Regions from separate parts of the Sus scrofa genome. Here all the other regions are linked to region 1. A link is a contact called in public Hi-C, HiChIP or PLAC-seq and promoter capture Hi-C data. All regions are on one chromosome and are shown on one strand. Each heading gives the region's core, a stretch centred on a gene start, on an enhancer-like site or on the middle of the called end of the contact. The rest is flanking DNA. Distances are from core to core; before and after follow the strand shown. Region 1 holds the start of PABPN1 (poly(A) binding protein nuclear 1). Region 2 holds the start of DCAF11 (DDB1- and CUL4-associated factor 11). Region 3 holds the start of ABHD4 (protein ABHD4). Region 4 holds the start of TINF2 (TERF1-interacting nuclear factor 2). Region 5 holds the start of EMC9 (ER membrane protein complex subunit 9).

Region 1 (4,957 bases), core at 1,729-4,228:
AGATGAGGAGAGAAGGAAGCATACAGGGTTCACGGGAGGCGGGGGAGAGGAGCAGCCCATCTATCCTGACCTGTAGACACGACCCCGGGGCCTGCTGTTAAAACCACTGTAGAATCGAGAGCGGGAACTGTTGTAGTTGGTGGTCCGGGCACGGTATCGAGCTCGTGGAAAACCCCGGTCTGTTGTGCTGATGCCTGGTCTGTTGGTTCGTTTTGGGATCACCTGAGAGTGAGCGATGTACAACAGAAAGCCTTAGAATTAACCTAAAGAGTTTACATAGATCAGAACAGCAATGAGCATGAGGCTTACCTTGATTTGTCTTCCTCTAAATAGGGACTCATCTAAGGCCAAGGAAGTCCTCACTGACTCTTTGTCTGAGAACTCTATATATGCAAACCTGAAAACAATAATTGTCACTTTATCTACTATAATCTGCTTATCTGAGACTGCAAACAGAAGTCAGAGATCAAATTCAACTTGCAGGCGGGCTTTGAGTACAATGTATTCGTATTTGTCCAAAAAAATGGAAACTTTGGGAATGTGGAAATTCCCAAGCCAGGGATCAAACCTTGCACCAGTTGTGCAGTTCTTTAACCAGCTGTGCCACAAAGGAACTGCCCTCTGAACTTTCAAATAGAAGAGTCTAATCAAAATTTGCAGCTATTCTTGGATTATTTTAAAAGGATACAGAGAACCTGGGTTTCCACATGGTGGAACAAGGTGGAGCCAAGCAGAAGCTGGCCTCCCCCCATTCAGTTCAAGATCCCACCCACATGCAGCCCCCATCTTAGTTGTCTGTTGGATCTCTTAAGGCAATTAGGTGAAATCCTAATACCTATTACCATTAAAAAACAAAGACCACTTATTTTAACATCCATTTAACTTACTGCTCAATATAAAATTATGGTTAAAAAATGTCAATTTACTTCCTCACTTACCCTTTGGGATGGCCACTAAATTTGTCACAGAGTATAGTAACGCGGTTGACTGAACCACAGCCATGAAAGTGTGCTTCCAGCTCTTCTGCTGTTGCACCATAGTCCACCTGTGGGGGGGGTACATCTCACAGATAATGGGCAAACTCCCATTTCAACAAGTACTGGCCAAGCCTTTGGGCTAGGCCACCTATAAACACCAAAGCAATTAACTCTATTTTCTAAGGAACTCTTTTCTTTCCAATCCCATGGCCTCTGCTAATCACCATTAACTTTCACCTCATTCCAACCCTCCCTCTACTCCTTAAATCCACCACCACCTATCCTGGAGATGATTCAAGACTCCCATTAAATAATCCCCCCCACAATAAGAGCTTCCCCAACCTCAATCAAGGTCCTAGTACATACATTGCCAACATAGATAGATCGGGCATCTGCCTCCATCTTCTCCTCAATGGACATGATAACTGGGCCAGCTATGAGGGAAGGAAAAAAAAAAAAAAAAAAAATCAGAAAAAAATCCTTTTTTTACTTAGCCAATATATGCACACCATTACCACAACCGCCACTAGCAAAGACAAAGATTTTGGTCTATTCTAGCCCCTATTCCCACTGCTTAGAACACAATAAAACAGTCTAGCATACAGTAGGTGCTCATTAAATATTTGACAAACGAAAGAAGAGATCAATACATTAAAAGAAAAAAACAAACTAAAAAAAACCACAACAGTACAGGAATTCCCTCCCAACCCCAAATCAAGTCCCTATTGAATAGCTTTGGTTGCAATGATCTGGAAAGTGAACAAAATTAAGTGGGCTGAGATTGGACGTTTCTGGATTAGAGAGGAAGCCCCCTGAAGCTGAGCAGTTCTCTTAAGACTCCTAACTAAAGGGTCTCCAACTGAGAGAACTATTGGACTTGAAGGTCAAATGCCAGCTGGCAACCTTCACAAAGGGCAGAGAAAGACTAAGAACAAAGAGCAACACATTTGTAACAGGAACAAAGGGAGGCACAAGACTACCATCACCAAAACAGACTCGGTCTCACAAAGGTCAGAAACACACAACGGACTACGACCGAGGCACCTGCCCAATAACTGCTCAGACAAGCAGCTCCAAGGTATGGAGCATCCAATCCCATATGAACCGTGCTCCCATAACCCTTCCAATGCGAGAACCTGGGATCCGCGTGTAACCGCCAGTTACTCACCATTGCCTGGTGGTGGACTCATATTCATCTGCTTCTCTACTTCGTTCTGTAGCTCCTTTAGCTTCTCAGCTTCTTCCTCCATCTCCCTGACTCGAGCTTTGATCGCTTCCAGCTCCTACAATGAGTGGGGAGGGTATGGAGAAGAGCTTAAGAGGAACCAACGCAGGGGCTTTGCCCTGCTCTCGATCGGCGCGCGGCCCCAGCCATGCTCTGCCATTTCCCTTGCCCCACGCGAGGGTCATGATAAAAAGAAAATCAAGCTACCTTTTTTAGAACAACACTAGACACCCATTACGTCCGAATCCACCCGGCTGGGCCCCTTCTGGCGGTCGATGCTGCGTCCCCAGCCCGGCCCCAGCCACGTTATTCCCCGCCCACCCCCACCCCCCGCCCGCCTCCCGCTCGCCCGAGCTCTGGGCCTCCCGTGACCCGGCCGGCCGGTCGCCGGCCTGCTCGCTCGCCCTCCTTCCCTCACCGGGTCCTCAATGGCGCCGTCCCCCGGGTCACCCTCGACCAGTCCCGGCTCCTCCTCCTCCTCCTGGCTGCCGGGGGCTCCCGAGCCAGGCCCAGGGCCCGGAGCTCCTGGGGGGGCGCGGGGCCGGGGCGGCTCCTCTTCGGGCTCGGGCTCCGGCTCGGGCTCCAGCAGCAGCTCCTCAGGCTCCAGCTCCTCAGACTCCAAGCCGTTCCCGTAGTCCCCTGCGCCCCCCGGGGCCCCCTCCCCGGCCTCCCCACCGGCCCCGGGCACAAGATGGCGCCGCCGCCCCGGCCCGGAGCCCCGACCGCCCGCAGCCCCCGCTGCTGCTGCCGCCGCCGCCGCCGCCGCCATCGCCGCTCAGACTGGGGCCCGCCGCCCAACGATTGGAGAGCTGCGCCGGCCACGCCGAGGATTCATTAGTCAAGCAGCCTGCCCATCACGGCGAGCTAGGAGTCCATTGGAGAATATTACTTGGCAATCAAATAAGACCCCACCCCTAAGGCGGGGGATTGCCCCAAATTCTCAAATCCCGGTAGGGGAAATCGGTCTGTCAATCAACGCACGTACCACCTCCTCTCAAGCCCTTAGGTAACAATGCCGCCACGCTGTGACGACGTTCTTGCTTCTCCCCCGCCTACGGGCGGATCCGCAAAGTATGGCGCTCCGTGATTGGCCGCTGGCTGAGCGAGTGGAAAGGACCAATCTAGCGATCCCCTCGCCGGAGTGGCCCAGTCTCAAACGCCGACTGGCTCGCGAGATTCGAAGGGCTGACCCCCGTTTTGTGACAGGTGAACTTTGCCCCCAAACGAACTGCTCGGCTTCCAGCGAGGGAAACCCTAGGTCACATGACTAGTCTTTAGGGTGCCGCCATCTTGATACTGTTGGTTGCCAGTATCAAGGTTGAACTTTTGAAAGGCAGAGGTCGGAAACTCTGCGGCGGTTTCTGGAAACCTGTTTCTGGGCACCAGGAATGCCCCAGTAGGTGGGATGTTGCTGGAAATGGAGGGTTCCGAATGGCGCTCTCCAGGAAGGAGCTTACCTTTCCCACTCAGGTTATTGGCACCATTATGCACTAGGTCTCCCCAAACCAGAAAGCAGGGAGGAATTCTCACTCCAGTACCAGTCACAAGTTCTAACCGTGCTGTCTTCCTACATAGGCATACTTTCCAAGCATTCTGCTTATGTCCCAGTTTCAGCCTGTTTTTCTCTTGCTTGGAATGTTTGCTACAACTCCCTAATGTGTCAGCTTCCAGTGTCACCATTTCAATCCACACCACTACCAGACCGAACTGGCTCCCCTTTGCTGGCCAGGTAAAGTCTTAAAATTCCTTGCTGAGGCCTTAAGAGACCTCAGGACCAGACTACTTGGTGTTATTTCCACAATCTTCATTCCAGCGGGTGTATCTGCACCCAGGTCTGTGCCTCTACATGCAGTCAGTCCTTTTTCAAGCAGACAGCTACAAACCCCGTCTTCACCTCCCCTGCGGAAGCCTTCCACTAGCCTCCCGTCTTCTCCCTTGACAAGCGGTCCTTCCTCCGCTGTGCGTTTGAGTGTTCTGTGCTGCCTTTCCTAACTAGAGTTTGCAAGAGCTTGGAGACGAGATTGGACTCTAAATTTGCACCTCCACCATGGGGGCAACATGCCTAGAACATAGTTTTCAATGGTTGACCACAGGATGCATGGGCTGAGGATCTGGGTGCCACCCTTCATCTTCAACGCTTTCCCAGCCCCCAGCCCCTCCTATAGACCCTAGAGGAATTCCACCGCACTGCTGCACTCTTGAGATACCACTGAGACCTAGCCCTGGAAGGCAGGATTGCTACAGTTTAGGGGTGATGCTACTCATTTATTAAAAAGGAAGGAACGGCGGTGCTAAGTTTGCAAGAGGGATATTTATAGCCAGACCAAGCTACCGGTTTCAGAGCCAGATTCACATGAGCTCAACCAAATAGTTAAACAACCTGGACAGGATGTGCATGGCTGGGGTAGGGGGATTTGGATGAGAAGAGATTCCTATTAGCAAACCAAAGTCAAAAGTTTCCCAGTATACCCCATTCTTCCCCACACCCTCATTTTATCACACAAATTCTTACCTCAGGAATAGGGGAACTTGGAGCAGAGTCACAGTTGCTTAAAATTTCACTGAAAATTACTTCATCAGCCATCTCAGCTTCAGTGGTCTGGGAGAACTTAGTTGAACACCGAAGATAAGCTCTAAACAATTGTGAGTTTGCTGGAAGAAAAATCTTCTCTACTGATTTTAAGCAAACCAAGTCTTAGGTGTTTATTGGTACCTAATTACCTTTTTTTTTTTCTTTTTTGGCCACCCTGAGGCA
Region 2 (5,206 bases), core at 2,101-4,600, 580 kb before region 1:
TTGCCATTTTGTTTATTCTCAAAGCCTCAACCCCATGTAACCTTACCTGAATATCCCTAAGGATCCTTTAACATTGGTCTCTTCAAAGTTTAGGAGATAAGACCTATCTGGCCCTTGGGATCTCTTCACCAAGCCCCATACTCACTGAGACATCACTCGAGACTGTTCTCCAAGGGAGAAGCTTCCCCGGTGGCAGAGGCCCCGTTCTCTCTAAAGGAAGGGATTGGGGAATATTGCTAGCAGAAACAGAGGGCCACTTCAGGCACACCAAGCCCCCTCCTCCAAAGATACTGTTCTTGCTACAGACAAAATACCCATACCCAGTAGTTCATCCCACCAAAGCCCAATGCAGGTTGGCTAAGAGTGTTCCAGTTCCAGCCCTTGTAGCTTCTGGCTACATTGATAGGGCTGCTGTCAGGCGGGCTAGAAGTGCAGAGGCCTACCTGGAGCAGCATTTGAGGAAAGCTGTGCTCCCGGGCTGCCCGTCTATGTCCTAGCCGCCCTGTGGCCAATTCCACCTGTGTCTTGATCTCACTGCATTCCAGGTCCCGGGTGTCAGGGGTGGCATCCACTGCAAATACCAAAGAGAAGTTTTGTTCTAGGTCTTCCAGCCCCAGAGGACAGTTACAGAGCTGTGCTCAACCCACTCAACATGGCTGAATATTCCGGGGCTGTGAAGATTCCCTCATCCCCTGAATTATCACATCTTTCTTTCAATTTTTGCCATAATTTTTGTGTGTGTGTGTGTCTTTTTAGGGCCACACCTGCGGCATATGGAGGTTCCCAGGCTAGGGGTCTGATTGGAGCTGTAGCTGATGGCCTACGACACAGACACAGCAACGTGGGATCCGAGCTGCGTCTGCAACCTACACCACAGCTCACGGCAACACCAGATCCTTAACCCATTGAGTGAGGCCAGGGACTGAACCTGCATCCTCATGGATGCTAGTCAGGTTCTTTAACCACTGAGCCACGATGGGAATGGCCATAAAAATTTTTATAAAAGGTTTTCTGATGAGGGTCTTTTTTTTTTTTTTTTTTTTGGCAGTGCCTGTGGCATGTGGAAGTTCCCAGGCAAGGGATCGAACTTGCACCACAGCAGCTACTCAAGCTGTTGCAGTGACAAAGCCAGATCCTTAATTCACTGTGCCATAAGAAAACTCCTCTGATGAAAGTCTTCTGATGTTGGAGTTTCAGTCTGCCCTTCCTCTTTTTTAATTTTTTTAAATTAAAGTATAGTTGATTTATGTCTTTCCTCTTACCAGGTGGGTTGTATCGGTCTCCGAGACGACCATCCCAGGCATTGTCATGCTCTTCCTCTGAGTCTGAGAGGGCCTGGATGAGTTGTAAATTTGCCGCACCTCCTCCCTGCACCAACCTCACTTGGCCTCTGTGGAGAGAGCCCCCATGATAAAGGGGAGTATCCCATCCCCAAATCAACCAAATTCAGAGTCAGTGGTGATGTTAGTTCTTAGACTACCTAGTCCTCAAACTCTCATTCTGTAGCCATTTTGAGGGTGGGGGCTGACAAGACCTTGGCTGTTATTTTCAGTCTCCTATAAGACACACTAGGCAATAAGTTCTCCATCTTATAGCAGGAGTAGAAAAACCCCGACATCACACGGGGTTAGCTGACTCCTCAGAGAGCTAAAAATTGAGAGCATTTCCTTCCAAGCCTCTGCCCAAGGAGTTCAGCATAGAACATGGTGTTCTGAAGGGACTCCCAAGGTTTTTTTCTCCCCAAGAAGCCATAGCTAAGAACCAAAGCCAGTTGCACCCCTTTCCAGTCAATTCCTGGTGGTCACTTCCCTCAAAGCAATCTTTCCTCAAAAACAGGATTAGAGTTAATTTAAACTTGTTTTTCCAGTAAATCCACATGGCCTCATATCATGTGTCAATAACTTCACTAAAGTTCAATACCCACCTTCCCAGCACTTTTCAACCCTCACATCATTCCTTTTCCACCAGGCAACCGCCCCCCCCATTTCTTATTTACGTGAAAAATAATCTACATTTGTGTAGTCATAACTAAAAAGACTCCCCTGAACAGTTCCCTCAAACATAAGAGCAAGTCATCTAGCTGACCCTCCCTAGGCAAAACCCACTCTTACTGGGTATGAAGCTGAGTGCCCTGAGTGTCCAGCAGGGAGGGATGTTCTGCTCAAACAGAAAGGTAGTCCTGGGATAATCCCACTTCCTATTATCTGTAACTTCCCTGATTGGAGCTGGGATCAAGGGACTGTGGTGGCGCCTGGTGGGGACACACCAGAGGGTAAGTTACCTGCGTAGGAGATAGGCCAGTACCTGGGCCAGATCCACATCTTCATCCTCCTCTTCCTCTTCCTCACTCCGACGCAGGCCAGCCCCTCTTCGGGGCAAGCCCTCGGAGGGGTCTCCGGACCCAGTTCCTGCACTGCTGCTGTTCCGTGATCCCATCTTCTGGTCACAGCATCCTTAAGTCCTGTGCAGGGACTCCTCCTGTCACCTCCTTGGGTTTGATGAAAGCAAACCCTGCTCTAGAAATACCAGGGTCTCCTGAGGTACGGCGGTAGCTATAACTAGGAAGGCTACACTTCTTAGGGACTGAGAACCCTTCTCCTTGGCCTGTAACAACTCCCAAAGCTTCGGGAACACAAACCTTTCCCAATCCTGTGAAGCAAAAAAAAACAGAGTGAAGTCTAGGGCGTGACCTTAGCTCACCAGTAAGAATCCTTTGAAGAGGAATTTCTCAGTTTTCTACCTCAAACTCACCTATCAAAGTCCCTGAGGGTGGGGTGGATTCCCAGGTAACCTCTCAGGCCGACCAATCAAAAACCCTCGCAGAAGAAAGCGCCTCATTAGCTTATCCCATCTAACCAATCAGAAGCCTTAGGACCCCCCGACGCCCCCCTTACCGGCCAATCAGCACACTCCCTCCCAAAAGCCGGCGGCAGCGACAACCAATGAAGTTAAAACTCCACTTAACCCCCTCCTTCCTCGCCTCACGCCCACGTGGTGTGCCAGGGATGTGTAAGCTAAGGGGGGTAGGCCTGCGAGAGACCACCCACCAGCCAGGAGAGGTCTCAGGACCCGCAGCGGCGCAAGGCCTTGTTTACACCGACTGCCCTCCGGCGTCGGCCAACAGCTCCTTCGTCACGCGCTTCCTTCGTCACGCATCTCCAGGCTCTGCCGCCGGCGGACTGCAACGTCACGCGACGCCCCTGACGGCCCCGCCCCCTTGGCCCGCTCACTGGACAGCTGAGAGCGGTGATTGACAGATGGGCGGGAGAAAGTGTGTGATGAGTGCTAGGGGAGGGGAAAGCGCGCGATCCAGGAGGAGCGGTCGCTTCTGGTTGGGAGGCGTTAAGTGCGGAACTGGCTGCTTCTTGAATCAGAAACAACGGAACTAGACCTCATGGGCGAGGGGCGGGGCTTACAAAAGAAGTTTGTGATTCGCTGCCCAGAGGTGTCTTAACAAGGGAAATAATTTGCTGTCAGTCCCTTAACAACATTTAGCTTCGCACTTTTCAGAGGATCTCTAAGGGGCCTCTCTTTCCTCCCCTAGGCACGACCCCCTCCCCCGCCCCCACTTCGCTCTCTAGCACTGCTTTTTTTCTCAGGCTGCAGCTTCAGCCGGTCCGGTCCTAAGCGGTGCGCGGCTCTTTTGGGAATGCGTTCGCGTCACAGATGCACCTAGGCCTTCACACCCTCCCTTCCGGGCGTAGCTTCCGGAAGCCTTGTTCTCTTGGGGACCGCCCTTTCTAGACCTTCCGTTAGTCACTCAGGCAACTTTTTAGATGACCCCTGGCTTCGCAGTCTTTGTAGACGCTCCCTAGTGCATCCGCGGGTCCTCACTGACCTTTCATTATGGTCAGTTCGCCTCTGATTCTAACCCTAACCCTAACCCTGGGAGGATTCGAAGACTTTCCTTAGACCCTCTGTCCTTGGGGCGCCTCTGCGCAGGACCAGGGTGTGCACGCGCGGCGCCTCCTACCCCCTCCTACCCCTTCCTCCGGGTTTATGAGTAACTCGGCAGAGTTCAAGGACGAGACTTGTGTACCTAGGGATCCTCGCCCAGGCTGGGGGGTTGTGGGTCGATTGACCGTGCTGGGCGCCTAGGCCCGGGGTCCAAGCTGCCTCTCAGTGCCCCCAGCCGGGACGCTTAATTAAAAGTGCTGCCCAGAGCCTCCTGAGGGCAGGAGGGATGAGGGAGGCGGGCTTTAATTTGGGCTCTCCTGGGGCTCACTCTCCCTGGGTAGGCGAGGGTGTGGTTATCCTTCTGGTGATACCCCTTGGTTTCTAGATCGCTAGATCAGAGCTAGCTTATTATCTCTGGTCACCAGGGCCAGCTTCATGGGTGTGCGACCTGTACAGAACCCACGCTTGGTTTAATGTTCTGTTATCACACTTTGAAATTCTTTTTTTTTTTTCTTCTGCTCTTTGGGCCGCCCCCCCCCCCCGACATATGAAGGTTCCCAGGCCAGGGGTTAAATTGGAGCTACAGCTGCCGGCCTACACCACAGTCACAGCAACGCCGGATCCTTTACCCCACTGAGTGAGGCCAGGGATCTAACAGGCGTCCTCCTGGATTCTAGTTGGATTAGTTTCCGCTGCGCCATGACAGGGAACTCCCCACAGAGCAATTATTGACCGTAGTAAGACACTGGAAACAAAAGATCCAAACGCACTGCTACAGGTTAAATAAATTATGGTTCATATGGTAGACACAGAAATACCAGGTAGCCATTAAAAATGACGTAGTCTTCTATTTTCATGCCTTGGGAAATTGTGCAAATTACATTTTTTAGGCTTAAAAAAGGTGGTAGATCTGCTGATATGTGGTGGATGCAAAAACAATATGGTTTCAGTTTTGCATTTAAAAATATAAAAATAGGCTCATATCATTAAACAAATAATAAAATGGAGAAGGCCTTTCATGAACTAATTACAAAAATACAGCGTGGGAGTTCCCATCCTGGCCCAGCAGAAAAGAAACTGACTAGTATGAGGAAGCAGGTTCGATCCCTGGCATTGCCATGAGCTGTGGTGTAGGTCACAGAGGTGGCTGGGATCCTTGTTGCTGTGGCTGTGGTGTAGGCTGGTAGCTACAGCTCTGATTTGACCCCTAGCCTGGGAACCTCCATATGCCACGGGTGCAGCCCTAAAAAGACAAAAGAAAAAAAAAAAGATACAGCATGAACAAAGAATTATGGTTAACACAGTTTGA
Region 3 (5,065 bases), core at 835-3,334, 680 kb after region 1:
TGAACACAGAAGACCTCTTCTTGCTCTTTTAAGCAGTCCAGAAAGCTTTAGTTCATTATATTGGTGTTTGACTTTGCAGGTCTCAGAAAAGGATGCATTCAGTAAGTGAATTTGGTGTTTTTCAGTTCTTTTTCTTTCCCCCTTTGGGAGTTCCTGTGAAGATGCTAATGATGCTAGTTGACATGGATCAAAGGCAGACAAAACAGAAGGGAGAGACTACTGGAAGAAGCCTAGCTAACAGAATAGAACCCCCCTGAGGAATGCACTCCTAAATAATTAAAAAGCATCAGCCTAGCCTTTAAAGTGTGAAGTTGAATACCAGTGAGAAAGCTACCCTCCTATTCACTGATGAGGCAGGGAGAAAAGTTCAACTTGTCAGAGAAAATGACACTTGCTTTATGATATAGAAATAGGAACCAGCCTGGTTATCCATTCCTCTTTTTTTCCCCCTCAGCAACATAAGAGGGTTTAGACTGAACTTAAGTTCAGATAACAGTACAAATCTCAATGGGTGTGACTAGGAATATATCTTTTCAGATGGATTGTAAATCTTTCTGAGGACATGGATTATATCTCTTTTTTCTAGAATTAAGCAAGGTTTTGCTCATGACTAAGAGCCAGCACACGATTTGGTTCCAGTTTACTTTTTTTTTTTTTTTAAGGGCCACACTCACGATATATGGAGATTCCTAGGCCAGGGGTTGAATTGGAGCTACAGCTGCTGGCCTACACCACAGCCATAGCAACGCCAGATCCGAGCCACATCTGCAACCTACACCACAGCTCATGGCAACGCCGGATCGTTAACCCACTGAATAAGGCCAGGGATCGAACCTACATCCTCATGGATGCTAGTCAGATTCGTTAACCACTGAGCCACCACGGGAACTCCTGGTTCCAGTGTGAACACAAACAACAAATGAAAACTAAGGAAGGTTTACTTGCTGTTTTAGGAATTTTGCTTGAGTGGCTAGGATAGTTTAAAGTTACTAATAAGTTGAAAAAGTACCTGGTTATATGCTACTTGCAGCTGAAAGTGCGATGAGCTAGGTCTGTTAGATCAGATTCACCTAAAATAAAAGGGCAGCAGGAGTTCTCTTGTGGCACAGTGGGTTAAGGATCTGGCATTGTCACTGCAGTGGCTTGGGTTGCTGCTGTGACCTGGTTTGATCCCTGGCCAGGGTAATTTCCACAAGCCTCTGGCATGGGAAAAAAACAAAACAAAACAAAAAACGCGGCAAAAGCCAGAAACTAAGGTGGACCTTATTTTTCAAAAAGGTTAAAACACTAAATACAAGTAACTAATTCCACTTGTTAAAATACAAAACCTTAAACCTTCATTTTCTTCTGCAAAATAAATCGGAAGGGGTAGAGTTTGAACCAGGCACCAGGCAATGCTCTTTCAGGCCTTTCAGCACTGACATTCTGGGATAGTTCAACAACAGGTTCAAGATGCTAGGTTGGGAGTAGCACGCTGCTAAACTTGATCGTATACTCTATGCAATTTAATCGACTTTCTCACCCCACGCCCACCCCCAGCTCTTTTAAGACTATCAGATTCACCGAAGAATACCTACAATTGACTAACTACAATTCAAAAAATGTGGAGGAGCCCAATAAATGTCTGCTGAATGAATACCTGAGGTTTGATTCTATCGCTCTTATTAATAAGCGTCCCCAAGTCTAGATCCTAAAGCCAGTTCAGGACCGGGTAAAGTCGAGCTCCCCCACTCCGCCCCACACCTCCCACCCCCAATAACCACGTCTAAACTGGTGCCCGCTCAGACACTGATCGGGTGGTTCCAACTTTGGGGCAACCTGACTTGCTCCAATGATCTGGGACGGATCGCAGTTAGCGCCCTTAACAGAATTAGGACCGAACAAGTACTGAACCCGGAGAGCGCCAGACATTGCCCTATAGCAGATCTAAATAGTATATGTTTGAGAACGTGAGTGAACCAAAGAGACTCCAAACCTCGGAGTAGCTTCGCTATTGGCTGTAAAGCCTCTCCCGGTCTTCCTCCCGCACTATCTTGTTGCTAGAGCAACTGTGGGCGTCACCAACCTGACGGCGGAAATGGAACAAAAAGAGTACACGTCTCCAGCACAGGGAAAGATCCGTTGCGCAGGCGCACTAGCTTTCTCTGGCTGTAGTTCTCATTTTGAGGATGTATTCTGCGTCTGCGCATTGGTTGTTTCGCGCCTTGGTCGGTCTATACGCCTGCGCAAATCGGGGAGGACGGAGCTGGGCTGTACCGCTGCGCATGCGCTAAGACTACATCCGGTGTGGTCGTCTGGTACTCTAGGAGCTTGGGGTACGCCGGCCGAAGTACCAAGTTTATAGTCATGTCGGCGTCGGTGTTGTCGGTAATCTCCCGGTTCTTAGAAGAGTACTTGAGCTCCACTCCTCAGCGTCTGAAATTGTTGGATGCATATCTCTTGTATATACTGCTGACCGGGGCGCTGCAATTCGGTTACTGTCTCCTCGTGGGGACCTTCCCCTTCAACTCTTTCCTCTCCGGCTTTATCTCTTGCGTGGGGAGCTTCATTCTAGCGGGTAATGATTCAGTAATAATCTCCATAATAATGTGTTTCTTTGGTGCGCTGCTTTTATTCCCACAGTGCTCGTCTCTTTGTATCAGAACACTGCCTTGTCAAGTTATGAGAGGAGCCTGCATTGCTCTCTCTTTGTGAATGGGGAAATGGAGGGTCAGACAGGTGGCGTGCCTGTTACTGGAGAATCACCAAGGAGCTGGAATTAAATATAGAAACCACTTTCATGCTGCTGTGCAACCTGGTGATCCTCTTCACTTTGTATATATAGTCCAGGGAAAACTTCTTCCCAATTTCCACCTAGCTTTAACACAACTTTGAAGTTGGTAGACTTTTTTTTTTTATTTTTAAACTTACTATAGTTGACTTACAATGTTTTATTAATTTCTGCTGTACAGTAAAGTGATCCAGTTATACATATGTATGTGTATATGTATATATATATATATATATTCTTTTTTACGTTATCCTCCATCGTGTTCCATCACTGATGATTAGATATAGTTCCCTATGCTATACAGCAGAATCTCATTGCTTATCCACTCTAGGGTTAGGTGCTATAGTTTGCATCTACTAACCCCATACTCCCAGCCCATCCCACTCCCTCCCCTTCTCCCTGTTCTCCATGTCCATGGGTTTGTTTCTTTTCTGTAGATAGATTCATTTGTGCCATTATTCCAGATATAAGCGATATATGGTATTTGTCTTTCTTTCCTTTTTTTTTTTTTTTTTTTTTTTTGCTTTTTAGGGCCACACCCACAGCATATGGAATTTCCTAGGCTGAGAGTCGAATTGGAGTTACAGCTGCTGGCCTACACCACAGCAACGCTAGATCCAAGCTGTGTCTGTGACCTACACCACAGCTTGTGGCAACACTGGGTCCTTAATCCACTGAGCAAGGCCAGGGATCAAAGGTGAGTCCTCATGGATGCTAGTTGGATTTGTTAATGTGAGCCATAATGGACACTCCATTTTTTTTTGTTTGTTTTCTCTTTCTGACTTACTTCACTTAGTATGAGAGTCTTTGGTTCCATGCATGTTGCTGCGAATGACATTTAATTTGTTCTTTTTTTTGGCTGAGTAGTATTCCACTGTATATATACACCATGTCTTTTTTTTTTTTTTAAGGCCACCCTCAAAGCTTTGGAGATTCCCAGGCTAGGGGTCCAATTGGGGCTACAGCTTCCGGCTTACATCACAGCCACAGCAACGTGGGATCTGAGCCGAAACTGTGACCTACACCACAGCTCACGGCAACGCGAGATCCTTAGCCCACTGAGTGAGGCCAGGGATTGAACCCGCAACCTCATGGTTCCTAGTGGGATTCATTTCTGCTGTGCCATAATGGGAACTCCAACGTCTTCTTAATCCATTCATATGTTGATGGACATTTAGGTTGTTTCCGTGTCTTAGCTGTTGTGAGTTAGTGCTGCAATGAACATAAGGGTGCATATATCTTTTTCTCTTTTTTTTTGGTTTTTAGGGCCACCCCTGTGGCACATGGAGGTTCCCAGGCTAGGGATCAAATTGGAGCTACAGCTGCAGGCCTACGCCACAGTCACAGCAACATCAGATGTGAGCCACGTCTTCGACCTACACCACAGCTCATGACAATACCAGATCCTTACCCCACTGAGCGAGGCCAGGGATCAAACCCGAAACCTCATGGTTCCTAGTCAGATTCATTTCTGTTGCACCACAATGGGAACTCTGCATGTGTCTTTTTCAATGAAAGTTTTGTCTGGATAGATGCCCAGGAGTGGGATTGCTGATCATATGGTAGTTCTATATTTTGTTTTCTGAGGTACCTCCATTTTGTTTTTCGTAGTGGTTGTACCAGTTTACATTCCTACCAACAGTGTAGGAGCGTTCTCTTTTCTCCACACTCTCCAGCATTTGTTATTTGTAGGCTTGTTCATAATAGCCATTTTGACGTGTGTGAGGTGGTACTTCATTGTAGCTTTGATTTGCATTTCTCTAATAATTAGTGATGTTGAGCATGTTTTCTTTGGCTGTTGGTCATCCATATGTCTTTGGAGAAATGTCTGTTCAGGTCTTCTGCCCATTTTTCAGTTGGATTCTTTGTTTTTTTGCTGTTGAGTTGTATGAGTTGTTTGTATATTTTGGAGATTTAAGCCCTTATTGGTTGCATCATTTGAAACTATTTTCTCCCATTCCCTAGGTTGTATTTTTTTTTTTTTTAATGGTTTCCTTTGCTGTGCAAGAATTGGTAAGTTTGATTAGGTCCCACCGGTTTATTTTTATTTCTATTGCTTTAGGAGACTGACCTAAGAAAATATTTGTAGTGTTGATGTCAGAGAATGTTTTGCCTGTGTTCTCTTCTAGAAATTTTATGGTGTCTTGTTTAGGTCTTTAAACCATTTCGAGACTATTTTTTTGCATGGTGTGAGGGTGTTTTCTCTTTTCATTGATTTACATGCAGCTGTCCAGTTTTGCCAGCATCACTTGCTGAAGAGACTGTCTTTTTCCCATTTTATATTCTTGTCTCCTT
Region 4 (5,095 bases), core at 1,380-3,879, 700 kb before region 1:
AATAATCTGCATCTGTTAACCCCAAGCTCCCAGTCCATCCCACTCCCTTCCCCTCCCCCTTGGCAACTACCAGTCTATTCTCCAAGACCATGATTTTCTTTTCTGTGGAAACATTCATTTGTGCCGTATATTAGATTCCTGATATAAGTGGTATCATATGGTATTTGTCTTTCTCTTTCTGACTTATTTCACTCAGGATGAGAGTCTCTAGTTCCATCCATGTTGCTGTAAATGGCATTATGTTGTTCTTTTTTATGGCTGAGTAGTATTCCATTGTGTATATATACCACCTCTTCTGAATCCAATCATCTGTCAATGGACATTTGGGTTGTTTCCATGTCTTGGCTATTGTGAATAGTGCTGCAATGAACATGTGGGTGTATGTGTCTTTTTTTTTTTTTTGTCTTTTGTCTTTTGTTGTTGCTATTTCTTGGGCCGCTCCCGCGGCATATGTAGGTTCCCAGGCTAGGGGTTGAATCGGAGCTGTAGCCACCAGCCTACGCCAGAGCCACAGCAACGCGGGATCCGAGCCGCGTCTGCAACCTACACCACAGCTCACGGCAACGCCGGATCGTTAACCCACTGAACAAGGGCAGGGATCGAACCCGCAACCTCATGGTTCCTAGTCGGATTCGTTAACCACTGCGCCACGACGGGAACTCCTGTATGTGTCTTTTTTAAGGAAAGTTTTGTCCAGATATATGCCCAAGAGTGGGACTGCTGGGTCATACGGGAGTTCTATGCATAGTTTTCTAAGATACCTCCATACTGTTCTCCATAGTGGTTGTACCAGTTTACATTCCCACCAACAGTGCAGGAGGGTTCTCTTTTCTCCACACCCCCTCCAGCATTTATTTGTGGACTTACTAATGATGGCCATTCTGACTGGAGTGAGGTGGTATCTCAGGGTAGTTTTGATTTGCATTTCTCTAATAATCAGTGATGTTGAGCATTGTTTCAAGTGCTTGTTGGCCATCTGTATATCTTCCTTGGAGAAATATCTATTCCGGTCTTTTGCCCATTTTTCCATTGGGTTGTTGGCTTTTTTGCTGTTGAGTTGTATAAGTTGTGTGGAGTGCAGTAAATTTAAAGTGCTGAAGGAAAAAAGCCCACCAACCTAGACTTCTGTATATATCAAAATTATGTCTCAAAAGTGAAATATAACTAGAATTTCATACATGTCTGATCTGGGTACTTCGGGACCTCCAACTAGATGCCCCCTGGGCAGCTGAATATGTGGGGCACCTCAGAAGACTGATCTTAAGTGGAGACGGTGGGGAGCCATTATATCTAGGAAAGGAGATGCCCCAAAGAAAGGGTAATTTCACTAAACCCCTGTAAGGCAGTCAGAGAAGGTAATTAATTCAATCAACAGAAAATGTACATTGTGTGCAGAGGTTCTGTTCCTGGCAATGGAAATGAGAGGCACCAGAAACTGTGACAAGGAGAAAGACAAGTAAAACAGTCATTTACATTAGGGGACTGACTGTAGCAAGTGCGCGGAAGCAATTTGAAAAAGAAAATCTATTTTTATTATTTACTTTAGCACTTCATGATTAAAAAAGAAAAGATAGCAAACATAGAAAACATAGAATATTACCTAGTCTCACCATCTAGAGAAAAACAGGGTAACAATCTGATGTATCTTTTTTTTTTTTTTTGTCTTTTGTCTTTTTTTTTGTTGTTGTTGTTGCTATTTCTTGGGCCGCTCCCGGGGCATATGGAGGTTCCCAGGCTAGGGGTCGAATCGGAGCTGTAGCCACCGGCCTACGCCAGAGCCACAGCAACGCGGGATCCGAGCCGCGTCTGCGATCTACACCACAGCTCACGGCAACGCCGGATCGTCAACCCACTGAGCAAGGGCAGGGACCGAACCCACAACCTCATGGTTCCTAGTCGGATTCGTTAACCACTGCGCCACGACGGGAACTCCTGATGTATCTTTTTAAACTTTGTTTTCGGGTTTGTTTTTGTTTGTTTGGTTGGATTTCCTTTGCTTTTTTAGGGCCACACCCGTGGCATATGGAAGTTCTCAGGCTAGGGGTCGAATGGGAGCTACCGCTGCTGGCCTCCACCACACCCACAGCAACGCTAGATCTGAGGCGCGTCTGCAACCTACAGCAAAGCTCAAGGCAACTGACCCTCAACCCACTAAGCAGGGTCAAGGATCGAACCTGCATCCTCAAGCATACTAGTCAGGTCCGTAACCCGCTGAACCACACCAGGAACTCCCTGTATTTTATTTTTTAAAGGCGGGCGCCCTCTTCTGTTCTGTGAAAGGAAGAACAGTTGAATTCTTAATGGCAGCGGCGCGCCGCCGGGAAAGGCTTTGCAGGCGCTGGTTTGGGTGCCGGGATTTAAGGAATCGTATTTGAGAGGTGAAGACAATGGAGAAAGGAAGTGGCATAGACCTCCTTCAAAGACCAAAAAGCTAGACCTCAAAGAAAGACGTGACTTCTCTATATGCTCCGCAAAAAAACACCGAGGCCAGGGGCGGGACCCAAAACTGCACTCGCCACCACCCACCGGCCGTCAGCAGAGCAGGTCACAGTGGGCGGGAGCCGGCAGCGGCGCAGCCGGATCTGCGGGGGCGTGGCCTTATGACGCGACGTCACGTCTCCTCTGCCTGAAGGCCCATTGGTTCTCCACTGCCACCCTTTTCCGGGGTAGGGAAACTGGTGGCAGAGCCGAAGCGAGGTAGCCGTCCGGTTAGAGACTGCGGCGGCGTCTAAGACACAGCAACCTGGTGCCAGTGTAGCTGGCCAGCTTCTCCATTCGGGCTGCATCCAGAGTTGGGGAAAAAAACCCTAGAATTCTAGTGACCCACGGGAGGGTGTGGACTCAGATCGCGAACTATGCGGCGCAGACCAAAATAGCGGAGTCGGAGGGCCACCGGAAGCCCCACCCCTAGGAGGAGTCGCGAAGCCTCGCCTTGGAGGTAGGAACCAAAAGGGACGGCCCCTGGGGTGGAGCCCGCCGGCCATGGCCGCGCCCCCGGAGGCTGGTCCCGCAGCCCTGCGCTTCGCAGCCGCAGCCAGCTGGCAAGTTGTGCGCGGACGGCGCGTGGAGCATTTTCCGCGAGTATTGGAGTTTCTGCGATCCCTGCGCGCTGCTGCCCCTGGCTTGGTTCGCTACCGGCACCATGAACGCCTGTGTATGGGCCTAAAGGCCAAGGTATTGGAGTCAGTAGGACCTGGTTGAGGGGAAAGGGGAGGGATACGAGGTCCTCTGCTGGACCGACCGCTCTGGAGTGGGACTGGTTGGAAAAGGGTAGCTTGCCCCGACGTGGGGATTCTGAGCTCAGTATTCTTCACAGCTGGTGGTGGAGCTGATCCTGCAGGGCCGGCCTTGGGCCCAGGTTCTGAATGCCCTGAATCACCACTTCCCAGAGTCTGGACCTGTGGTGCGGGACCCCAAAGCCGTGAGTCGTCCCTGGAAGAAGCCCTACCCCCAGTTAACACTTAGGGCAGCACAGTTGCTCCTCCTTCCTGTCACTGGTCCTGATGTCCCTAACTTGTTTGCTTTCCTTACTCCCAACAGACAAAGCAGGATCTGAGGAAAATCTCAGAGGCCCAGGAAACCTTTTGCCAGCAGGTGAAGCAACTAGCAAAGGATTCTGTTGATTTGGCTTCGAACCTACAGGTGGGACTGGCAGCTTTGGAAGCTATGGTGTAGCTTTTTCTTTAGTCCTTTTCTGACCTGCTTCTTTCCTTCCTGCAGGGACTTGAGCAAGAGTATGGGGAAACTTTCCTGGCTGCCATGGAAAAGCTGTTTTTTGAATACTTGTGTCAGCTGGAAAAAGCACTGCCTACACTGCAGGCACAGCAGGTTTCTGGGAACAAAACACATTAAGGGTAGAATGTGGGTGGTTGTGTCAAGGACTGTGGTCTTTATGCCTCTCTTCTCCTTGCCCACAGCTTCAGGATGTGCTGAATTGGATGCAGCCTGGAGCTTCTGTCACTTCTTTTGTCCTGAGCCAGTATGTTGTGGACATGGGGTGGCCACCTCCAGGTACCAGGACCATCTCTGAAAACTAAGAATTTGGGGGTGGAATGTCTAGCCTGAGACTTTTTTTTTTTTTTTTTTGTCTTTTTTGCCTTTTCTAGGGCTGCTTCCGCGGCATATGGAGATTCCCAGGCTAGGGTCTAATCAGAAATATAGCCACCAGCCTACGCCAGAGCCACAGCAACACGGGATCCGAGCCGCACCTGCAACCTACAGCACAGGTCAAGGCTACGCTCATCCCATTGAGCGAGGCCAGGGATCGAACCTGCAATCTCATGGTTCCTAGTCGGATTCCTTAACCACTGAGCCAGGAGGGGAACTCCAGTAGGTTGCCTTTTTAAGCAGCTCTGCTTGCTTTTTCAGAGTGCTCTGCTACTGACTCAGCGACCACCTCAGAGCCCATGGGGCAGAGTCCTCCTCAGCAGCCAAGACCAGCACTCGACAACCCTCTGCCAAAAGCCCAGCCTGGCCCACACCTTCCACAGGGACCAATCTCAAGGAAGCACCCAGAACCTCTGGCTGGCCACCACTTCAATCTGGCCCCTCTAGGCCGGCGAAGAATCCAGTCTCGGTGGGCATCCACTAGCGGAGGCCATAAGGAGCGCCCCACAGTTATGCTGTTCCCCTTTAGGAATCTGGGTTCACCAACACAAGTCATATCTAAGCCTGAAAACAGGGAAGAACATGGGACACACATGGCAGATCCAGCAGGTGCAGTGGGCACCAGAGCGGCCTCTGCTGGCAAGTCTAGGAGTCCATCCAAGACCCTGGGGGGAAGGGCTCTGAAGGAGAACCCAATTGACCTGTCTGCCTCAGAGCAAAAGGAGTGAGTAGACCAGTTGTTTCTCCCTCCTAGTGGCACATTCCCTGCCTGCTTTCCCTTCACCCTGTCTTTGTTTGCTCTCGCCTCAGGAACTGCTTGGATTGCCCCATGGGCCCCCTGAGACTGTCATTATCACCTCCGAGGGCCAGGAAGCCAGGTAGGTCATCCTGAGTCAGGACCGGGTCAGACAGCCCCTTCTCTTGGAGACTCGAGGGTCGATGTTCACCGAGAAGAGTACTTGGACTCTGGTTTCCTCCCTGCAGCGTG
Region 5 (5,484 bases), core at 2,273-4,772, 600 kb before region 1:
GGCTGTGACTCAGGAGGACGGGAAGAGGCTGGGCAGTCCCTGACAGTGAGCTCTGTGCAGGAGGACTCCCTCAACGTGACCGACCTCACTTCTCTCCGGGCCCCGCTGGACATCCCCATCCCAGACCCCCCACCCAAGGATGATGAGGTGAGGCACTTAGGGCATAGGGCTTGGGCTATAAATCCACTGTACATAATGGTCTGCCAACCTCCATGACTTTTCTAAAGTTTCTTCCCCCCTTTTCTCCTTAGATGGAAACAGATAAGCAGGAGAAGAAAGAAGGTAAGAGGGGAAGGGGGGAGGTTAGGGAAAGAGAAATGGCACACTGATTGCTGGATGTGAAGGGATCTAAATCTCCTCTTTCTCACAGTCCCTAAGTGTGGCTTTCTCCCTGGGAACGAGAAGATCCTGGCCTTGCTTGGCCTGGTTAAGCCAGAAGTCTGGACTCTCAAAGAAAAATGCATTCTGGTAAGCTTGGGAAACTGGGGGACATAGAAAGAGAAGACAAGCAAGGCCATGCCTTGATCTCCTTCAGAGTTCCAAGTCCTTCCTTTAGGAACCTATTCTCAAAATAGGGAGCTTCCTTCTGTGCCTTGTGTTTAGATAACTTTTGCTCTCCTTGTTCTGCTAGACCTCTGATATTACAGTGGTACCCTCTAAATCAAACTGTGTTGCATCCCCCTCCATAACCTCAGAACCTACTGCTGTAGCAGGTACACAGTGCAGGTGCTCTGATACAGTGAGTTGGTTTAAGAGCTTGGACCCTAGAGGGAGACTGCCTTCATTCGAATCCTGACTCTATCACTTACCTAATTGGTTACCTTAAGTAAGTCACTTAGACATTCTGTGACTCAGCATTTTCATCTGTTTAAATGGGTACAAGCCTGAAAGGTTGCCGTGAAGATTAAATGAGATATATAATACATAGCACAGTGCCTGTCAAATAATAAGTACTCAGTTAAATGTAGCTATTTTTAGGAAGTAACCGTACTAAGAACAGAATTTTGTTGAATGATTCTTACATGATAGCTCTTATTGTAGGTGATCACATGGATCCAGCACCTGATCCCCAAAATTGAGGATGGAAATGACTTTGGGGTGGCAGTCCAGGTGAGAAAGGGTCTGTGAGGATGCTGAGAGCAGGAAGAGTCTTGGGGAGTAAGGGATAGAGACTAGATATGAACTGCGAGGAGGAGGTAGACAGTGAGTGAAAAAGGGACAAGATGAAGTGTTTTCTTTGCCTCCCATCTCTTTTGTCACCACAGGAAAAGGTGCTGGAGAGGGTAAATGCAGTCAAGACCAAAGTAGAAGCCTTCCAGACCACCATTTCCAAGTGAGGGCAGCTGGAGGGCCAGCACAGGGGTCTGCAAGGACATTCTGTGGGGACTCCCAAAGCGGGACATGCCCATCGGGATAATGGGGGGCCTTGGGAAGGGTCTGAGGGACTATCTCTCTCTGAACACCCACTCCTATGGTTACTCCCCTTGCTTTCGGCAGGTACTTCTCAGAACGTGGGGATGCTGTGGCCAAGGCCTCCAAGGAGACCCATGTAGTGAGTGGATAGTCCACCAGCCTGTTATTGGAGACTGGCTGGGGGTGGGATGAGGAAGAGGGCACAATGGTCCTCCTTGTTTTGTCTGTGACCTTCCCAATGTGGAGAATATTAAGCCAAAACCATTGCCCCAAACTTGGGCTTCAAAAACTTTACCTCCTTTCTCTGCTGGATCTTGTGGGATCCCATTTCCTGGTGCTGAGAAGGGGCTCATTCCTCAAGTTACCTATTCCCTATATGAGGAAACCAGATGAATGTCCCAACCTCCCATGGGGCTGACTCAGCTTTGCCTCCCACATCCCAGATGGATTACCGGGCCCTGGTGCACGAACGAGATGAGGCAGCCCATGGGGAGCTCAGGGCCATGGTGCTGGACCTGAGGGCCTTCTATGTGAGTCTGGAGTAAGCCCCTAAGGGAGGTGGATGAGGGGGCAAAGGAAAGGCCAGGAACCTGACTGTTGCCCTCTGGCTTTCTTCCAGGCTGAGCTTTACCATATTATCAGCAGCAACCTGGAGAAAATTGTCAACCCAAAGGGTGAAGAAAAGCCATCAATGTACTGAGCCCAGGGTTGTAAGGGAAATAAATGACCTGTACTTTGTGTGGATCACCTCTGGTGTGTGTCATTTATTCAGAAAGCAAAGTGGGAGTTCCCGTCATGGCTCAGTGGTTAACGAATCCAACTAAGAACCATGAGGTTGTGAGTTCAATCGCTGGCCTCGCTCAGTGGGTTAAGGATCCGGGGTTGCCTGTGAGCTGTGGTGTAGGTTGCAGACATGGCTCAGATCCCGCATTGCAGTGGCTCTGGTGTAGGCCGACGGCTACAATGCCAATTGGACCCCTAGCCTGGGAACCTCCATGTGCCGTGGGTGCGGTCCTAAAAGAACAAAAAGACGAATAAAAAAAGAAAGCAAAGTGTCACCTCTGTCCAGCTACTAAATGTGAATGCGATGATGGGAAAGGGAGGGGTGCCAGGAAGACAGAGATGAGTTAAGAGGTCCATCCTGTTCTTAAGAAGTTATCCTAAATAACAGTTACATGGCCTGACAGCCATGAAGATAATCTGTATTTGGGGATTTCACAAGATTTTTTCCATGTGGAAGGTCTCATGAGTTCTTCCTGAAAGAGGCGGCATTTGGGCAGAACCTTATAGGAATAATCAGACTTTGGACAGATAGAGGGAAAGCTCTGCGGCTGAGATCAGGGAATGAAGAAAGAAACCACCCTTGCCATCAGCTCAGAGCAAGCCTGAAGAGAGAATGAGGCTTCCCCGGGGAAAATTATGCTTGGGTTCCTTCTCAAGAGCTGGGAGGGGAAAAAAACGCTCCCAAAACATTTTGGCTTAAGGAAATTATACCACAGGACATTATCGGAAGGATGGGTCTATAAAAATCTTTTTGACCTTTACCCCCGCTTGCAGTCAAAGCCGTTTTTATTTCTGTAGATATTACACTGAGGAAACCAACGGCCCGATAACCTGTGATTGCAAAAGTAACATGGCTCATTAGTTAGTGGCAGAGCCGCCCTAGAGCACAAACCCATTCATTCTATAGTAGGAGTCAGGCGTCCCCTGTGTACTCACATTGGTTCGAAGTTCCACGGTTCCAAAGACACCCGACGCGGGACGCGGGCTCCACCCAGCTGGGCCTGTAGGGGCGGGCGGCAGAGATAACAGACGCAGTCATCCTGCAATCCGGAGCCGAAGTGGGGTAGCCTAGCCAATCAGCTTGAGGGAAGCTCTCTACCGTTGTGGGTTCTTTTTCAGCCGCCGGAGACAAAGGCGGGGCAAGATTGGATGCGGTTGGTGATTGGGCAAAACGAGACACTCTAAACCTATCAAAGATCATTACGTGGGCGGGACTCCAGAAGCTGGTCAGGCTTGGAGGCGCAGGTTCCGTGTCCCCGAGGCAAGCTCTTCTCTGTGGCCGCCACTTGGGGGCGGGGGGAGGCGGAGCTCGGTGCTGCAGCATGCAATCCAGGCCGCCCGCCTTCCGGGCCAGGTGGGGGCCGGTCGCCAGGCTGAGATCGGCGGGAGCCGGTGGGCTGTCTTTGAGCTGGGTCAGCGCCACTGTCGAACCTAAGTGAGGAGGCACGGGGAAGGGCCCAAGAGGGCCCTCGGGCGTTGGAGGGGGCTTCGCGGACGAGAGCTGGGGGCCCCGCTCGCCATGGGGGAGGTGGAGATCTCCGCCCGGGCCTACGTGAAGATGTGTCTGCACGCCGCCCGCTACCCGCATGCCGCTGTCAACGGGCTATTGCTGGCGCCCGCGCCGCGGTCGGGAGAATGCCTGTGCCTCACCGACTGTGTCCCCCTGTTCCACAGCCACCTGGCCTTGTCTGTCATGCTGGAGGTCGCCCTCAACCAGGTGCCGCCGCTGGACGCCCACCTACCACCCTAACCAGCCCCTAACAGCCCTAAGCCCATCCCTGGCCTCTTGGCAATAGTGCGCACCCACGGGGCGGGCGGTACGATTTAGTTACTGATGGTCCCTTTCCCATGGCAGGTGGATGTGTGGGGCGCGCAGGCCGGGCTGGTAGTGGCAGGGTACTACCATGCCAATGCAGCTTTGGACGACCAGAGGTGAGTGCCAGAGGCAGAAGGCTAAGGGTTATGGGGTGGGGGAGTCAAGAGAACCCTTCTTAGTCATTCTCTCCATTTTTCCTTCATCAAAAGCTTAGGAGTAGGCACTGTACATCAGGCACTAGGCTGGTACTGCAGTGAGGAAATGTAAGGAAACATGTTTCCCTGGGGGTGGGGAGGACAACTACGTTTCAGTAAGAACAGGCTGACACCTGCTTTAACTGAGATGCACCCCCCCCACAAGTGCTGAAAAAACACAAAGGAAACCCAAGCAGCAACTTTTTAAAAAAGAAAGTTTTTTTATATATACAGTTGATCATTGAACAAGATGGGTTTGAGCTGCCTGCGGACCTTAATAGGTGAAACAGTTGGTTGAATACCCATGCAGAATCTGTAATGGAGGGACCACTATAAAGTTACCTGCAGATTTTCAACTGCAGGAGGGTCTCTGCTCCTAACCCCTTCGTTGTTCACCAGTCAGCTGTATGTAGAAAAAGTTATCTACTTACATAGTACTCATGTATCTGGATCAACTGATACTGTTTTGTAATTTGCTTTTTCCTCCTTAATAAATATCTGACACCTTTCCATCATTACACTATTATCTACCTTACCGTAACAGCTATACAGCATCAGTATGGATGTACCATAACTTTTTTTTTTTTTTTTTTTTGTCTTTTTGTGTTTTTCTTGAGCCGCTCCCTCGGCATATGGAGGTTCCCAGGCTAGGGGTCGAATTGGAGCTGTAGTCACCAGTCTACACACCAGAACAACAGCAACGCGAGATCCGAGCCGCATCTGCAACCTACACCACAGCTCACGGCAACGCCAGATCCTTTTACCCACTGAGCAAGGGCAGGAATCGAACCCACAGCCTCATGGCTCCTAGTCGGATTCGTTAACCACTGCGCCACGACGGGAACTCCGATGTACCATAATTTATTTAATGCCTTACATTAAACATTGAGGTTGTTTCCAGTTTTTCGTTATTATAGACACTGTCCTATTATTACAGTAAATTCTTTAATAAGTAGAATTTCTGGGTCAGCATATATATAGTATACAGTATAAATTTGGTTGGTTATACCAACTTACTCTCCAGAAAAGACTATCTTAGATTTCCACTCTCACCAGCAGTATCCGAGCACCTATTTTCCACAGCACTCAAGCTTTGGGCAGTTAAGCGTGAAGCATCAAGTAAGCCTGATACCCCCCAGGCCAGCTACAGGGAAACGCCATTGCTGCAACCACATCTATGGGACCTGGGAGGCCCAGCTCTGACGGATGGGGTCTATCCACAGTAGGCTCCTCACGACTCTGATCTTCCCTCTACACAGCCCTGGGCCCCTGGCCTTG

Evidence for each region. Promoter capture Hi-C pulls out the DNA fragments that hold promoters and counts their contacts. Hi-C and Micro-C count contacts between places; a contact is called where the count stands out from the background. HiChIP or PLAC-seq counts read pairs in DNA pulled down with a chosen protein or histone mark.
Region 2: a promoter capture Hi-C map of fetal liver shows a contact between it and region 1, with 2.6 times the contacts expected there. The contact joins the promoter of DCAF11 here to the promoter of PABPN1 in region 1. A contact is called at or near these places in 2 of 5 promoter capture datasets (fetal liver and liver), 1 of 47 Hi-C or Micro-C datasets (liver) and 2 of 2 datasets of contacts at active chromatin or transcription factors (alveolar macrophages and skeletal muscle).
Region 3: a contact with region 1 is called in an H3K27ac HiChIP or PLAC-seq map of alveolar macrophages. The contact joins the promoter of ABHD4 here to the promoter of PABPN1 in region 1. A contact is called at or near these places in 1 of 47 Hi-C or Micro-C datasets (skeletal muscle) and 1 of 2 datasets of contacts at active chromatin or transcription factors (alveolar macrophages).
Region 4: a contact with region 1 is called in a Hi-C map of liver, with 5 times the contacts expected there. The contact joins the promoter of TINF2 here to the promoter of PABPN1 in region 1. A contact is called at or near these places in 2 of 47 Hi-C or Micro-C datasets (heart right ventricle and liver).
Region 5: a Hi-C map of liver shows a contact between it and region 1, with 4 times the contacts expected there. The contact joins the promoter of EMC9 here to the promoter of PABPN1 in region 1. A contact is called at or near these places in 1 of 5 promoter capture datasets (liver), 1 of 47 Hi-C or Micro-C datasets (liver) and 1 of 2 datasets of contacts at active chromatin or transcription factors (alveolar macrophages).

Annotation. Positions count from the first base shown.
Region 1 is chr7:75,753,544-75,758,500 of Sscrofa11.1, forward strand. PABPN1 (poly(A) binding protein nuclear 1) reads right to left here and starts at 2,979. Exons shown (of 7, transcript NM_001243548.1): 1 at 2,621-2,979; 2 at 2,146-2,260; 3 at 1,344-1,411; 4 at 939-1,045; 5 at 310-397; 6 at 71-222. The coding sequence starts at 2,971.
Region 2 is chr7:75,177,787-75,182,992 of Sscrofa11.1, forward strand. It overlaps DCAF11 (DDB1- and CUL4-associated factor 11), which reads right to left and starts at 3,351. Exons shown (of 15, transcript XM_001928359.5): 1 at 2,752-3,351; 2 at 2,282-2,649; 3 at 1,263-1,390; 4 at 444-571; 5 at 146-210. The coding sequence starts at 2,436.
Region 3 is chr7:76,429,752-76,434,816 of Sscrofa11.1, forward strand. ABHD4 (protein ABHD4) reads right to left here and starts at 2,085. Exons shown (of 7, transcript XM_021099270.1): 1 at 1,976-2,085. DAD1 (defender against cell death 1) reads left to right here and starts at 2,289. Exons shown (of 3, transcript NM_213944.1): 1 at 2,289-2,557. The coding sequence starts at 2,347.
Region 4 is chr7:75,054,162-75,059,256 of Sscrofa11.1, forward strand. It overlaps TINF2 (TERF1-interacting nuclear factor 2), which reads left to right and starts at 2,630. Exons shown (of 8, transcript XR_002345917.1): 1 at 2,630-3,174; 2 at 3,317-3,421; 3 at 3,541-3,642; 4 at 3,721-4,831; 5 at 4,918-4,985; 6 at 5,092-5,095.
Region 5 is chr7:75,155,712-75,161,195 of Sscrofa11.1, forward strand. It overlaps EMC9 (ER membrane protein complex subunit 9), which reads left to right and starts at 3,523. Exons shown (of 5, transcript XR_002345919.1): 1 at 3,523-3,631; 2 at 4,052-4,128; 3 at 5,466-5,484. PSME2 (proteasome activator subunit 2) reads left to right here. Exons shown (of 11, transcript NM_214279.1): 4 at 61-147; 5 at 252-282; 6 at 371-468; 7 at 1,042-1,110; 8 at 1,266-1,333; 9 at 1,498-1,552; 10 at 1,857-1,943; 11 at 2,033-2,155. The coding sequence ends at 2,113.